Linked DNA regions of Gossypium hirsutum: region 1 is linked to region 2. Evidence: chromatin contacts called from public Hi-C data. All regions are on one chromosome and are shown on one strand. Each heading gives the region's core, a stretch centred on a gene start, on an enhancer-like site or on the middle of the called end of the contact. The rest is flanking DNA. Distances are from core to core; before and after follow the strand shown. Region 1 holds the start of LOC107945461 (peptidyl-prolyl cis-trans isomerase CYP65). Region 2 holds the start of LOC107945465.

Evidence for each region. Hi-C and Micro-C count contacts between places; a contact is called where the count stands out from the background.
Region 1: a Hi-C map of leaf shows a contact between it and region 2, with 2.9 times the contacts expected there. The contact joins the promoter of LOC107945461 here to the promoter of LOC107945465 in region 2. A contact is called at or near these places in 3 of 34 Hi-C or Micro-C datasets (callus and leaf).

Annotation. Positions count from the first base shown.
Region 1 is chrD12:27,841,132-27,848,439 of Gossypium_hirsutum_v2.1, reverse strand. It overlaps LOC107945461 (peptidyl-prolyl cis-trans isomerase CYP65), which reads left to right and starts at 4,431. Exons shown (of 11, transcript XM_016879478.2): 1 at 4,431-4,760; 2 at 4,857-4,919; 3 at 5,013-5,116; 4 at 6,312-6,403; 5 at 6,499-6,588; 6 at 6,707-6,782; 7 at 6,884-7,257. The coding sequence starts at 4,633.
Region 2 is chrD12:27,350,770-27,358,352 of Gossypium_hirsutum_v2.1, reverse strand. LOC107945465 reads right to left here and starts at 2,612. Exons shown (of 10, transcript XM_016879481.2): 1 at 1,521-2,612; 2 at 1,035-1,254; 3 at 744-901; 4 at 495-640; 5 at 323-385; 6 at 74-166. The coding sequence starts at 1,902.

The DNA.
Region 1 (7,308 bases), core at 3,182-5,681, 490 kb before region 2:
AAATAGGATTTTCGATATGTGTTTTCGTGTAAGACTCTGGGACATTGGCATCGATCTGTGATCACATGTAAGGCCACGTCTCGGATGTTGGCATTGTACGAGCTTTCTAACTATCCGCGTATCCTTTTTAATTTCGAACGGTTCAATGAGTAATGTTAAATAAAGACCGAATGTGAAAACAAATTAGAAGGTTCAGGTATGTGTTTATACCATGTTATAAAATTAAGGTAAGTTGTATATTGAATTAATGATTCAAGATTAATTAATATACGCATGATATGTAAGTATGTTTATACTTATAAGTGATTTGGTTTATAAAAGTAAATGTGATATAAAAGATTTGGCCTGTTATTATAATTATAAATTATGAAATGATGAATATACATGTATTTGAGTATTTATGCATCCAACTTTATAAAGCTAAATGCTTATTTATATTTGATTTAGTTGGTTTGGCAAACTGGTTTGAGATTAATGTTAATATGAATAATATTTGCTTATGACTTACTAAGCTACGAAAGCTTATTGTGTGTATATTTATTTTTCGTTTTATAGATTTTGGAAGTGGTTACGCGTTCGGGGATGGTCAGCAAGACTTATCACACTATCGACAGTTTTCTTCGATACTTTACTAAGTTGATTTTGAGTATATGGCATGTATAGCATAGTTGGAATGTTGATTTTGGATCTAGTACTTGTATATGTAATTAATAGCCATGCGAAAATGGCTTATCTTCTTTTGATCGAGTTTGGTGTCTATGCATATGGTCTTAATGGTCATTAAAATGGAGTTTATATTTATGCATATTTGATTGTTGTATAAGCTTGTGATAGGTAAATAAGTGTGTTGTATATAGTTTGGACATATTAAATTTGATTACGTGATTAGTATATGTATAATTGTTATGCATTGGGTGATGGATTGATTTGGTTATGGGATGAATTAAATACCGAATGTATATTTATATATATTGATTGATGCTAAATGAAATGTATGTATGGATAGGTATTAGCAAGTATATCATACTTGTATGGTATGATTTGGTTTTGGTATTATATAGATTCGGTTATGGTTTATAAGTATAGAGCTATGTTTAATCCTTAAGCCTTTGATAAATTAGTTTGAAATGATATTGTTAATTAAGTATATTCGGCTATGGTATGATTTTTTATATATGTGCATATTGAATTCGGTTTTAAGAATTTAGCCTTAGCTTGTTTTATATGTAATATAATTACTTTGTTTATGTTTGTGTGTATAATCTTGGTTAATGTAAGTTTATGTTTAACTTGTTTAATATGTTTTGATAGTGAGTGATGAATTAAGTTATGAGTATAGTAAGTATAAGTCTTACATGGAAATTTGAAAGTGTTAAGTCATTAGCTAAATTATTTGATTGGTAATATATGGTATATTATATATATGTACACAATAGCCAAGCTTCATTCGACTAGGTTTAAGTTTGAATATATATATTCGGCCTTATAGGTAGTTACCGAATTCGGCTATTATGTGCTTGTGTATTTGGTTAGGTGAACTATTAAATTGTTAAATTTATGACTTGGTTATGTAGCATATTCGGTTATAGTATTTGATTAAAATAGGTTCTGTTATATTATTATAATGTGCTAAGGATTAAATAATTTATGTGCAATGACCGAATATGCTTATGTTAACTATATAGAGATTGTGAAATATGAATGGTTGAATATGTCTAGGTTATTTGAGTTTGATTGAAATGGTAAAATGTACACTTTCAATTTGCTTGAATGGTTAGTCTATGTACTTGAATTAATTATTAAGCATGAAAATTTGGTATACTTGATTTGTTTCATTTTGTTTATGCTATATAAAAATATATTTTTATATATAGTGCATTATTCGGTTTTGTATTGTTAAAAAAAGTTCATATGTTAACTAAAATTTAAAATAAGCTTTATGTCCGGTAATGCCTCGTAACCCCAATTCGGCGACGGATACGGGTTAAGGGTGTTACACTTCTGTTTTTGCGGGTACATATTTCGGGGCACCAACGTCCTTTGCATTCTACACCCCCATGCCAACTTCAATTATGTCATATATGCCGAGCCAGATGCCACCGCATGTACCTTCAACGATGACAACACCGATGTCATCATCGATCTAGCAGCCGATGCCAGTTTCGATGCCTAGTTCAATATCGACATATACGAGTTTTGGGACACCGTACACTTACACACCAATAATGTCTCAAACACCAAGCGCATTGTTGTTCTATTGAGGTCGGTCATTGGCGCAACCATCTTATGCTAGAGTGGAGGGTACACGATGGGAGGCTAGGATGGCACTGCACTTGAGCACGAAGGAAGGTGATGGAGACCAAGGCGAAGACAAAGAAGACGATGAAGGCGAATTTGAACATGAACACGAAGATGATGGCGACGAGGGTGGGGGTAAAGACAAACATAATGAGGACAATGGTAACGAACCAGTTTATGAGCCCCTAGTAACAGTTGTGCGTAGAAATCCTCCTTGCGACAGTCACCCACCGTCGTGCGGCATACATTCTCCCCGTTGATGTTGATGATGTATTTTTTTAACTTATCTATCACAATGTAAATATAGATGACATCAATAAATAAACCACAAATTTTCATTGTAACTCATATCTTCCTCTTTGTTACTTTCTAACGTAAGTTAATAAGAAACCACAAATTTTTATTACAACTCATTTTTTATTCAACTTTGGTCCCGTTCAATATATTGTTAGTTCAAATAATCATATCTATGTCTCTATTTCTAGAAGTCAATCTAGCTTCGATAGTCAAGATAAGTTATCTCCCCGACTAGACTTATAGACAGGATAATAGTCTTAGCATGAATCATTTGATCAATTTGATTCCATGAACTACAAATAATTTAGATTAACTACTAGTATAAGTTGTCTCCTCACTTTATAATCTAATCATATAATGTAACTTATTATTAATTAAACCTTAAATAATTAGTGAGTCAATATTCATTTATTCATTTAGTTTTCATGTTTGAAAACACTCGTATAAAATATATTAAGTGAACACATTGTAATTTTATTTATTAAATCAATTAAAAAATTACAAACTATGATGAAATCATTCTAACTTAGAGCTCAAATTCTAACCTAACACGATAAAATTATGCAATTACTAAAGCCCAATTTGACAAATGATGCTTTTCCAGTTTTCATCCAAATTATGAAACAATTAAAATACTTGAAAAGTAAAGAACTTTGAAAAAGCCTCCATTTTTTAATCAATAACGATAATTTTACTAAAAACAATACAAATATCACACCTTTCTATCGGAAGAAGTTCCGGTTATTATTGAGACCGGGAGTTGACCCATTTGTCGAGTTGGCTAGTGAAGAGACGTGTGAAGGCAATTCATTGTTTGGACTTTGGAGTAAAGGTATTGGATTGATGGTTTTATTAAATAAATTATTAAAAATATATAAAAGTAATTTGATTCAATCAAGTTCAATCGCTTTGTATTAATTTTTAAGTCAATTGCTCTGATGTTCTCTCTAGATTGATATTTTGATCAATTTCTGATCTAACCAGTTTAATCCAATTCAAATAACTATGATTATTTGATTGAATAAGAAAATTTAATTGAAAATTGAAAATGGAGAGATTTAATTACATTTCCATCCTTTTACTTTCATAAATTTATAAAATTTTTAGAATTTATTATATTTTTAATATTTACTGACATGGCATACAAAGACCGAATATAAGAAGAGTCAAAGGGACTTGGCCCTCTCAAAAATTTAGAAAATGATCAATAAACCCTTCAAAATTATTGATAATTTACTTAGGCCCCCAAGTTTGTTGAAAATTTTAATTAAGCTCTTTAAAAGTTTTGGAAATTTTAATTAAACCTTTTTTAAAAATTTAATTACTCATTAATTTTCTCAAAAAATAAAATAAAATTAGAGCCCTATTTTTTTTTTGAAAAATCTCATTAAGCATCAAAATTTTTGAAAATTTTAATGCAATCTCTCCAAAACTTAATGCCACATTCGGCCACCGGTGGCATATAAAATAAAATAATGCCACATCAACAAAGAAGAGTAAAAAGAGCCAAATTGAATAAGTATGTAAAGTTCGAGATTTAAATTTGTTATTATATCATATATATATATAATCAAAATAAACATTTAACGATATAATTTTAATAGAGAAACTATTTTACTAATTCATCTAATATACATGGACTAAATTTTCACATTTCCATTTTTCTATATTTTCAGAGAAAGAGAACTAATACATGATAGATTCCATAAATGCAATATGAGATATATTATAATATCGTAAAAATATGAACTGTTTTACAATATATAAAAATAAAAAGAAAATGGGAAATTCTCAAGTTTTTTCGAATAAATGAAAATAAGCCCAATTATTTCAACGGGCTTTAAATTGGGCGTTTTAGCTGATTCAAAAGGTCGGTAATTATCGGAAGCGATACTCATCAGAACTCAGGGTCTCAAAGCGGTCAAAAGTCAAAACCTCCCCCCCATAATCCCTAATCAGAAAAAAATCCAATTTCCCCTCCCCCAAATCATAAACCCTAGCCATAGCAATTGAATTGTCCCGGAGAAGGTCGCCAAGATGGGAAAGAAACAGCACAGCAAAGATCGAATGTTCATAACGAAGACGGAGTGGGCTACCGAGTGGGGCGGCGCTAAATCCAAAGAAAATCGTACCCCTTTCAAACGCCTTCCCTTCTATTGCTGCGCGTATGCCTCACTTTCTATTCCCATTTTTGCTTTATACCATTTTTGCTTTGCATCTTATTATATTCATTTTTTTTCTTTTCTGGTTGTCTTATTCAGCCTTACATTCACGCCCTTCGAGTTGCCTGTATGCACGAAGGATGGCAGCGTCTTCGATTTAATGTTGGTATCTTTTCATTTCGTTGTTACTTATTTTAAGCTTATATATAGTGTAATTTAGGGGGTTTTATTATTTTTTATTGTTTTCTGGTTCAGGAATATAGTTCCCTATATTAGAAAGTATGGGAAGCATCCGGTTACTGGGGCTCCATTGAAGCAGGAGGATCTTATCAATCTTACTTTCCACAAGAACTCTGAAGGTTTGGAATATTTATTTTCGAGTTCACGTTTTAATTCAAAGAACCAAAGAAATTGAGCGAGCCATATAATATATTGCTGTCAGGTTTCAACAAAGTATGTTGTAGATTTAGAAGTAAAGTTTCTAAAGTTCATGTTAAAAGGGGATACTTGTTTGAAATATTGTTCCTTTCAGTAAAAAAAAATATAGTTTAATTAAGATGCTGTTCCTTGTGTGAATTGTCGATTTGATTATAGATTACATTAATAGCTTTCTAGGTTCTTTTATTTGGTGCATGAGATAAATGGTGGATATATATTTTGCATGAGTTACAGCAATTTCCTGCAAAACTAAATATTGGTCTTCTATTCTTTACCTGACTTCTTATAACTTTTTCGACAAGGTTGAACTTGAGTGTGTGTGTCTGTGTCTTCATTTAGCTATGACATGTGAATTTTGGATGTTATACAGTTACCTTGTTTTGGGTTGCATAAACAAAACCATGGGACGGTTGTTGCATGTTATATTTAGGTTATTATTTTCATTTTCTCTATAAACAAGCTAGTGAAGGATGCAATTTCTGCCCGCTTTTGTAGTTACTTCCTGTTCTTTATTATTTTAAATACTTAATGTTCTGCCAGACTAGAGTGCACTTCATCTTTGGCTTAATTTTGAGCCGAAAATCAAGAAGTTGTTATTAGAGTCTGCTTGTCTATGGCCTCGCTCTTCAGTGACACGGTTTAATATTTGTAGGTTCTGTCAAGACAACCTTCTGCAATTACTGTGAAGTTGGTAACAAAGGGTAGTAGAGGAAATTGCACTTGCACATACTAATAAATCCTATGTTTGTTATACTTTGAAATCATATCATTGGGGAATCAGTTTTAACTAAATGAGAAATGGAATAAATGCTTGAAATACTCTTTGGTGATGGTGGAAATAAAGGCTATTAATTCTCATGTGTAATAGATGTAAACCTTGCTATGGTCTTCTTATTACTGTTGTTATATTGATTATACTGGTGCAATTTGGTAGAAGGCTGTTCATGAATGTTGTTCTACTTTATTGTTTTATGTGCAACTATGTTGGTATGCTGATTGCTATTCTTTTCAATTATATATATTTTAAGAATTGACTTTATTTTAGATGTCTTTAGTATTTGCACGTTTGGTTTACTTTTCATGCCTCAAGGATATTGAAATGGTGCCTTAATGCAGGGGAGTATCATTGCCCTGTGCTGAACAAAGTTTTTACTGAGTACACACACATAGTTGCGGTGAAGACTTCAGGAAATGTTTTCTGTTATGAGGTATAGTTTATTGCTTGTATTGTCAACGTTTCCTCTTATGGTCAGATAGATGTGTTAAAGCATGATAATGTTTTTCCTTTTTGTTTCTATTGCAGGCAATTAAAGAATTAAACATCAAGACCAAAAATTGGAAAGAGCTTCTTACAGATGAACCTTTCACTAAGGAAGATATAATTACAATTCAAGTAAGCAGTGCATTTAATTTATTTTCTGTTTTTATTTGATTAACACATCAATTATTTGTTTCGCCAGTGTCACATAATGATTATAAGTTCCTTCTCGTATTGCTGCTCATGTTTGCAGAATCCTAATGCACTTGACAGTAAGGTTACCCTGGATTTTGATCATGTAAAAAATAGTTTGAAGGTCGATGATGAAGGTATTGTATTTTATTGCTGTTTTGGCTGTGCTTGCTGGTAGGATTAGCTATGTTTGCCCCTTATAATTTATGGTCTTGATTTTCCTATAATCTTGTTGCAGAACTAAGGAAAATGAGTTCAGATCCAACTTATAACATTAATGTCGCTGGGGATATCAAGCAGATGCTAGCAGAGCTTGGAACTGACAAAGCAAAGCAAGCTGCTCTGCTTGGAGGTGGTGGGACCAGGGCTCAAAATGAGAGGGCTGCTGCTCTTGCTGCCATTTTAGCTGCCAGGTCTCGCATTAAAGAGGATTCCAAGTCAGATGCAAATGGGGAGAGTAAAAATCAACCTGCGTTTAGTATTGTAGATGCTGCATCTGCTTCAGTACATGGAAGAAGTGCTGCTGCAGCAAAAGCTGCATCAAGTGATAAAACTGCTGCTCGAATTGCTATGCACATGGCTGGAGAGAGGGCACCTGTGAATGCTAAGATGGTAAATTCCTCAGTTTCCTGGCTTATCTTTTGGGCGTAACTACTTATCATA
Region 2 (7,583 bases), core at 1,363-3,862:
CTAGTGGTTACGCTCTATGATATAGAGAAACATAGAGCAAGTGAACAAAAAAATTTGCAGGAGACTTACATACAGGATTATACATGTCTTCAGTGATTCCCATTTCTGAAAGTATTGATTGCACCAACTGTGGTATATAGCGGAGAAGTATAGATCCCAAACCAAGCTAAAACAATGACAATACCATACGTGAGAAGAATTAACAGAAGACATAGGCATAAACACATACGCATGCATATGGAAATGTGCACATAAACACACACAGACACACAATAAAGTGGCAGCAAAAGGAGATCATCTCATCTGCACAGTTTATACTCACCATAGATGAATATATAACAATAGCAAGTGAGCTCTTCCGACCAGTTGGGAGAAGCTTCATTCCCTATTAAACATAAGAATATTAATCATAACAGAGATTGATAGCTGAACAGACAACAGCAGTGAGCACAAGTCGAGGAACTTTCAAGTAATTCATCAATCACAGTATTTACCTGAAACAGGACTATTAATACCACAAGGATAACCCCAATTGCAATTGCACCACCATAGTAAAATACTAATGATTGGCTTAGTGTATATGCCACACTCCACAACACAATACCCAGTGCTAAAAAAACTATACGATATTGGAAAAATTCTGCAAAAAAGACGAACAGGTAAATGAACAAAGAACAGGGTACATAAACAAGTTTCAATTGTCAAGACATAAAGCAACACAGATAGAAGGATCACAAATATACCCTCTTCAATTGACACTTCAACGGTCTGTGTAGAAGAACTGGTCATTCGTATATCTAAGAGCTTGCGATCAAAAGGAGACATCGATTTAGCCCATAATCTGTTTGAAACCTTCTCCCACTTGCCTTGAGGGCACATCCCTATCCCAAGTGAAGCATTCCTGCAAAAACAAAGATATCAGTCAGAAATAAGGTTCAAATTTTGCAGTTTTCAACAGATAGAAACCTTCTAAGCCTGTTCTTTTAAAGAGTTTATCACTGAATTCAACCAAGTAGTTATGTGAAACCATATACCTGTGGAAGCAAACTTCAACATTAGGTCTGCGTAGGGTGGAATTCCCTTGTGAAACCTTCAGCTTGACTGAATGAGCAAATTTCATGAGATTCCTAAACCTAGGCAAACCATCAACGTGAACTCTTTCGCAAACAACTTTAGTTCCAGGCTTTAAACCAGGGGACTTCTCCACTTGTACGCCAGGAGTTAACTGCAACGTCTTATTAAACTCCCCAACAACTGCAAACATAAAACAACATGATACAATCAAAATTTAAGGACTTCCCACTACTAAGACATTATTACGAGCAATTACAAGAAATATGATAAGCACAGACAACCCAACCAACTAAAGCTATATGAACATTTGATTCCTTATCCATCTAATTTCATCAAGATTTAACTCTTTAACCACTAAAAGGCAAAAAGAAAACCCTAATTCATAGAATTCAGAGAGTTAAGATAAACATGCAAGAAGTAAGAAAGAAAAAGAAGGCAGAGAGTACCCAAAGAAAGTTTCTGGGCAGATGCAAAGGAGGAAAAACTTGAAAGAAGGAAGAAGATAAGGCAGAGAAGCAAAGCAGAGGGGAGGTCCCGTTTCCTGGTACCCATTGTTGAGTCGGACTTGAGAAATTGAGGAAAGCATGCATAGGCAGGACTTTGAAAATACAGTCGGAGTCGGAACCGGTCGTTTTGGTGTCTGCTCGATGGCTTTCTTGTCTTTGGTGGTGCCTTTTTAGCTCTTTTATTAGTAGCGTCGTTTTGGTCTTTTTTCACTCCAACACCAAACTTAGAACCCACTGTAACGGACCCAACTTCCAAAACACCGAAAATTAAGAGACATAGATGATAGCTTAAAGCATTCACAACATCATAGTCATAGTCCATGCTTTTGTAACATCTTACCCATTCTTTGATTGTTCACTGGCATTCAACATCAACAATTCATTAATTTAACTTAGCTAATTTACCTGGTGTTGTTGTTGAGTTTCAATTGGTACCTTCTGATATAAAGTGCTTTCTGGACACTGATATCAGTTGCCCAAACTTTGCAAAGGTAACAATAATAGTTCTGTAATATGGCTTAGTTAGCAGCTCGAGTTATCTAAACAGAGTCTAAAACACAAGTAAAAACTAAAAACATAACTTCATTTCTCAAACCTCAAACTCAATGTTTAAAACAAAACAAAAAAAAGTACACACACTCAAATCCAGCCAAAAACCAAGCAACCCGTCATTCCCTCATCTACAATACACATCAAGAGTCAAGAAATTGCTTAAATTTTCAAGTACCTATTTTCACTTGAGTCTGTCTTGATCTTTGTTTTGTTTCTCCATTTTTGATGCAGACGTGAGGAGGAGAACGAAGGACTAAGCAAGGATTAGAAGTTAGATCTTAGATTCATGAGATTTTTATGGGAGAAAGTTTTATGGAATAGGGAGTTTTGGGGGTAAGAAAGAGAGTTTTCTAACTTTCTGTTTCGGACAGAACGAAAAAATGAAACAAAAACAAATGCTGGAAAAAAATAGAAGGTTATAATTTGGGAATCAAGCCCGCTTTCTAAACAGGGTGTGGAAGATTTTTTCGGCCTGACCCGGCTCCTTCTGAATTTGTTTAGATATCCTTTTATTGTTATTTGCTATTATTTTGTTATTATTTGCTGTATTTTTTATTCATTCATCTAAGCTCGAAAGCTGTTTGAAAAGTGAGAGTGTTTTGGTAAAATACAGGCTTAAAAAATTAGATTAGATAAAAAAATAGATATTGGGTAAGATTTTTTTGACCTGTCAGGCTTGGCTCGAATATACCTAAATGTTTTTTGTACTGCTATTTTGTTGTTGTTTGTTGCTATTTTGATGATATTTTACTCTCATTTTATTATTATATTGGTACTATTTTATTGTTATTATTTGAATATTATATTAGTGTTATTTAAATATAAAGATTTTTTAAATATATTTTCAATGTTTGAGAAAAAAATTATTTTAATATTTTTAGTGTGTTTAATGTATTATATTTTTAATATTTATTTTTATATAAAAATAATACATAAAAAAATTAATACAAATAGATCGGATCGAGTTTAAGTAAAATTTTAAGTGTGATTTTTAAGTTAAGTTAGACTCAAATTTAGAAAACAAACTTAAAATTTTAGATTAGTTCCGCCGGACCCATGTTTGGGTATAATCGTGATGGGGGCCATGATGTTTTTTATGGGTTTGGCCTAAGTTTGGGGATTTGGGTATTTGAGTGGGAATGGGTAGGTAGATTATGGGTGGGTGGCTGATGGTATTTGGACTTTGGGTTGATTTTGTGTTTAAACATAGTTTTCATTTAATATTTTTATGGTTTACTTGATTATGAGTTATATTTGTTAGTTATTTTAATGGGTTATTTAATGATTACTTATATTTGTTTATTATTTTGGTTTGGTTATTTGATTGTTATTTTTTATATTATTAATAATTATAGTTATGAAATTATGATTATTGTATAACTAATCATAAAATATGCCATCATGTATTTAAAATTTTTTATATTTAATTTTAGTTAAAAGTTTAATATAAAAAATAATTAAAAGGTTTAATTTATTAAAAACCTTATGGATTATTATTTTTATATTTTCGTTTTCTATCTTGAAATTTAAGTTAAAGGTTTAAATTTTTTATAATTTAATTTTATTTAAAGGTTTAATATAAAAAAATTGTTCAAGGTTTAATTTATTAAAAAATTATGCATTATAATTTGAGGTAGATTTAATTTAAAGGGTGCATCAAGCGAAGATATAGGATGGCATTTTAGATTTCTTATGCCAAATATGAAAGGAAACATGTAAACTACGTGGAAAAGTTAAAAGGAGGAATAACACGATTTAAAATTTCCATTGCTTATAAAACCAACAATGTTGCACAATGCCCAAATGTAACTAATATATGATATTTTGTATGTTTTTTTAAATTTTATAATTTTAAATTTATCAATAAATATTATATAATAATATAAATGTGTGAATCATTAACATTTTTATTTTCTTTATAAGAATCACCAGAAGAAATAATATGATCAACCTTTTAAGAAAGCAAAGCAAAAAAAGTTGACAATAAAAGGAAATAGATGAATTTTTAACCCGATTAAGAGAAGATGATGACTATAAGGGATTTGATGATAAGGATTCTACTATTAAACAAGCTATTTAGGACAGTCTCTAACCACAACACGAATGAAATAGGAGGCAAGAATTCAAAAGAAGTAAAGGTCGTTGGAGTAACATTATGATGAAGGATAAACTCCTCAATGGTCTATTGCATAATAATTTGGAGAAAGAATAAGAAAATATTGTCCAAGTGAGTTCGAGTTTGCTTTAAAAAGAGCTATACCCGAATTAGCCAAAAGTAAGAGCTCAAGCAACCAAAAGTGACTATATTTTAAAGACTCTAAGAAAGAAGTTGGGTGAATCATTATATAAATTTTTTATATAAGAGTGACTTCCTTTTCAATTAACAAGTTCTCCTTGGTTATATAACTTAATTGAAGTGGTGGGAGAAGTTGGGATGATTATCATCTAATGATATTATTATGAATTATGTTTAGGTTATTATCTAAATCCACAATTTCAATTTGGGGTAGAGCATTCTATGAATATATTACGTGAAACATTAGAAGGTACAAAATATGTAATTGAAAGATTGGAACCTTGTATAGATACTCAAATAAGAATGATTAACCATGTTAGATTCAAATACTTTTATATATAATTTAGTTATATATTTTGAAATGGATTTATTTATTTCTTTTTTATTCTATCTTTTATTAGAGTAATTGTTCTTTTTTGGAGAGAAAGAAGAGATATTTATCACTCCACAAGCATAAAAAGCCTAAAAGTAAGTGAATCCGGGTAAATTAATAATTAATTCATTTAATTTTTTTGTTAAGGGTTTAATCATTTATTTTAATTTATATTATTTAATTATATTGTAAATTTCAAACTTATTTTAAAATTTAATAATATTATGTAGCTAAAGTACTTAGTTAAACTGTCACACCTCAAAATAGGGCCTAGGTGTTTTAGGGGTATTTTAAGAATTTTAGCCTTAGAATGTTCGAAATTTTGTGACATGGCATATCGGTAATGTTTTCAATTATGGTTTTTAGAAAATTAAATCAATTTCTGAAAATGAGTTTTAAATACCTTTAATTTTGAAGTTAGGGCTGATTTGTAAAAAAGTCAAAATTCAGAGTTTTTTATGAAGCAATTTAACCATATTTTAAAATTCAAGCTAAAAAACCTCTCTTCTCCAGGTTATTTCATGTACAAACTACCCAAAGTTTGTGTTTGCCATCCCTTGATTCTCTCATACTATTTCAATCAATTTTGAACTCTAAATCCTAGTTCGTTTTCATTTCTATCATCTCCCAAGTTATAGACCTCTATAAAAACCAAGAAAAGCACCCAAAACACTATAGCTTCCTCCATTGTCAAGCTTGTGGGTTTTTCGGGTTTTCAATCAAACACATTGATTTTATTTATCTAAGGTAACGATTCAATTCCTTATGAGTTTTTAATGTTATCTAGTCTTTAAAACTAAGTTTTTAGCCGTTAAAACACATGTTTTAAATAAAAGCCGAAAATTGGGTCGTTAATGGTGGATTTTGGGATTTTGCATAAAAACGTGGTTTCAAAGTGTTTTTAAATTAGTTTTAACATGATTATAAGGTTTCTAAACTTACTTTAAAGTTTCGTTAAATATTTCTTGAATTTTAATAAATTTTTAGAAAATAGCCATAAAACATATCGAAAAAGTAGATATCATGAATTGAGTAGTTTTTTTGTAGTTTAAAGGTTGAGAATTAGTTGTAGGCGAATTATAAGATGAACGAAATTGATTATAGGTGAAAAGATTGAGTATAGATCGAGATATTAAAAATTAAAGTTTGCAATGTTATAAGTTTCGATTACATGAGAACTTAGTTTAGGCTTATGTTTTATATGATTGTAATGAGTCATTGGCTAATTTTTGGATGTATTGTTGTGTGACTTTGTTATGTTGAAGTTCCAGATTTGATAGAACTTTCTACGAGTAGAGATAAAAGGCAAGGAAAAGCTAGTTTGAGCTTTCGGCTTTTCGGCGAAAGCGTAATTGGTGAGTGTTTGGAATAATTGCTTGTGGACATGATTCAATATGTTATTTGGGAATTTGGTAGTAGCCTAAGACCCTACTCTAAATTCCGAGTGTAAGCTTTCTCATACCTCTATTATCTTGTGAGCAATGTGCTTATGTGTTTGTGAATATGTGAATTGAGATGAGATGCTATAACATGTGATATGTGGTTTTGTTAACCGTTGTGAAAGTGCAAATGTGTACATGATGTGTATATGTTAAATGTTAGTGACAGTGTTTTGCTAAAGATACAAATATGCAGTGATAGTGCAGGGATAATCAATAAGTGATATGTGTTTGATTTCGGATATTTTGGCCTTGTGATCTTGAAACCGTTGGGTATAGTTGGCAATCCATAGGATTGTGAGTACTCACGTATATGTGCAGTGATTTTAGGCGTTGAGTCCTTGGGGCATGTTGGAGGGATAAGGGAATGTGAGCTAATATCCATTCAACAGAACATGTGAGGGGAAATAAGAAGAGTGTTAGCTTTATGCTTCACTTTTGGGACATGTTTGACTATATGAGTCTATGTTTGGTGTGTTGGAGACCCGTGTATCCGATGAGTGATTATAGAGCTCACTTTTATGTTTCATAGCTCAAGTCCCAAATTATCTTAAATTATGAATATGTGTGTTTATGTGACATGTGACATGTGTTTATGTGACATGTGACCATTATGCAATTTATCTATAAGGATGTTTTTGAGTATTGTGACATAAGCTTAAATGTTATGTGATTATATGAGTATTGTGATATATGTTTGTATGTTAGGTTATTATATATGTAATATGATATATGCTTGAAAGTGAATATGTTTACCATGTAAAAGGACTAGAAAATAATGCACGAGTAAGTATATTATAACACTAAAATTGGAACTGCTGAGGTTGTGCTATATGGTTGTTTCGTTGATGCTTGATGAATTGTTTGCATGGTAGTTATTCTAGGCAATCACTGAGCTTGTTAAATTCACCTACTCCCTTCTTAAACTTTGCAGATTAGTTACGTGTCGGTGTGAGCGGTGTCGCTTTCTGAGGGGTGATCCAAGCAAGTCCATTTTCGTTATTCGTAAGTGTTTATTATTTGATTATGTTTTGGGAATAAGGTAATGTGATCATCTTTGTCCTAATATTGGATATGATATTTTGAGTTGTCTCCATGATTTAATTGTTCTTAGGATTTTGAGATTTGTTTCGTAATATGTTGGCTATTGCCCGAATTTGCTTTTGATGTTTGAAACTATTATTATGGTCGTTTCGGTGTTTATTTGATGATGATATGATAGCATGTTGAACTCATACAAGTTGGAATGACTTATATGCTTAAAAATGTTGTATTTTTCGAGTATGGAGCAAAGGTATCGATATTTGTGTTTTAAAAATGACATCTCTGTGTTTTGAGATGTG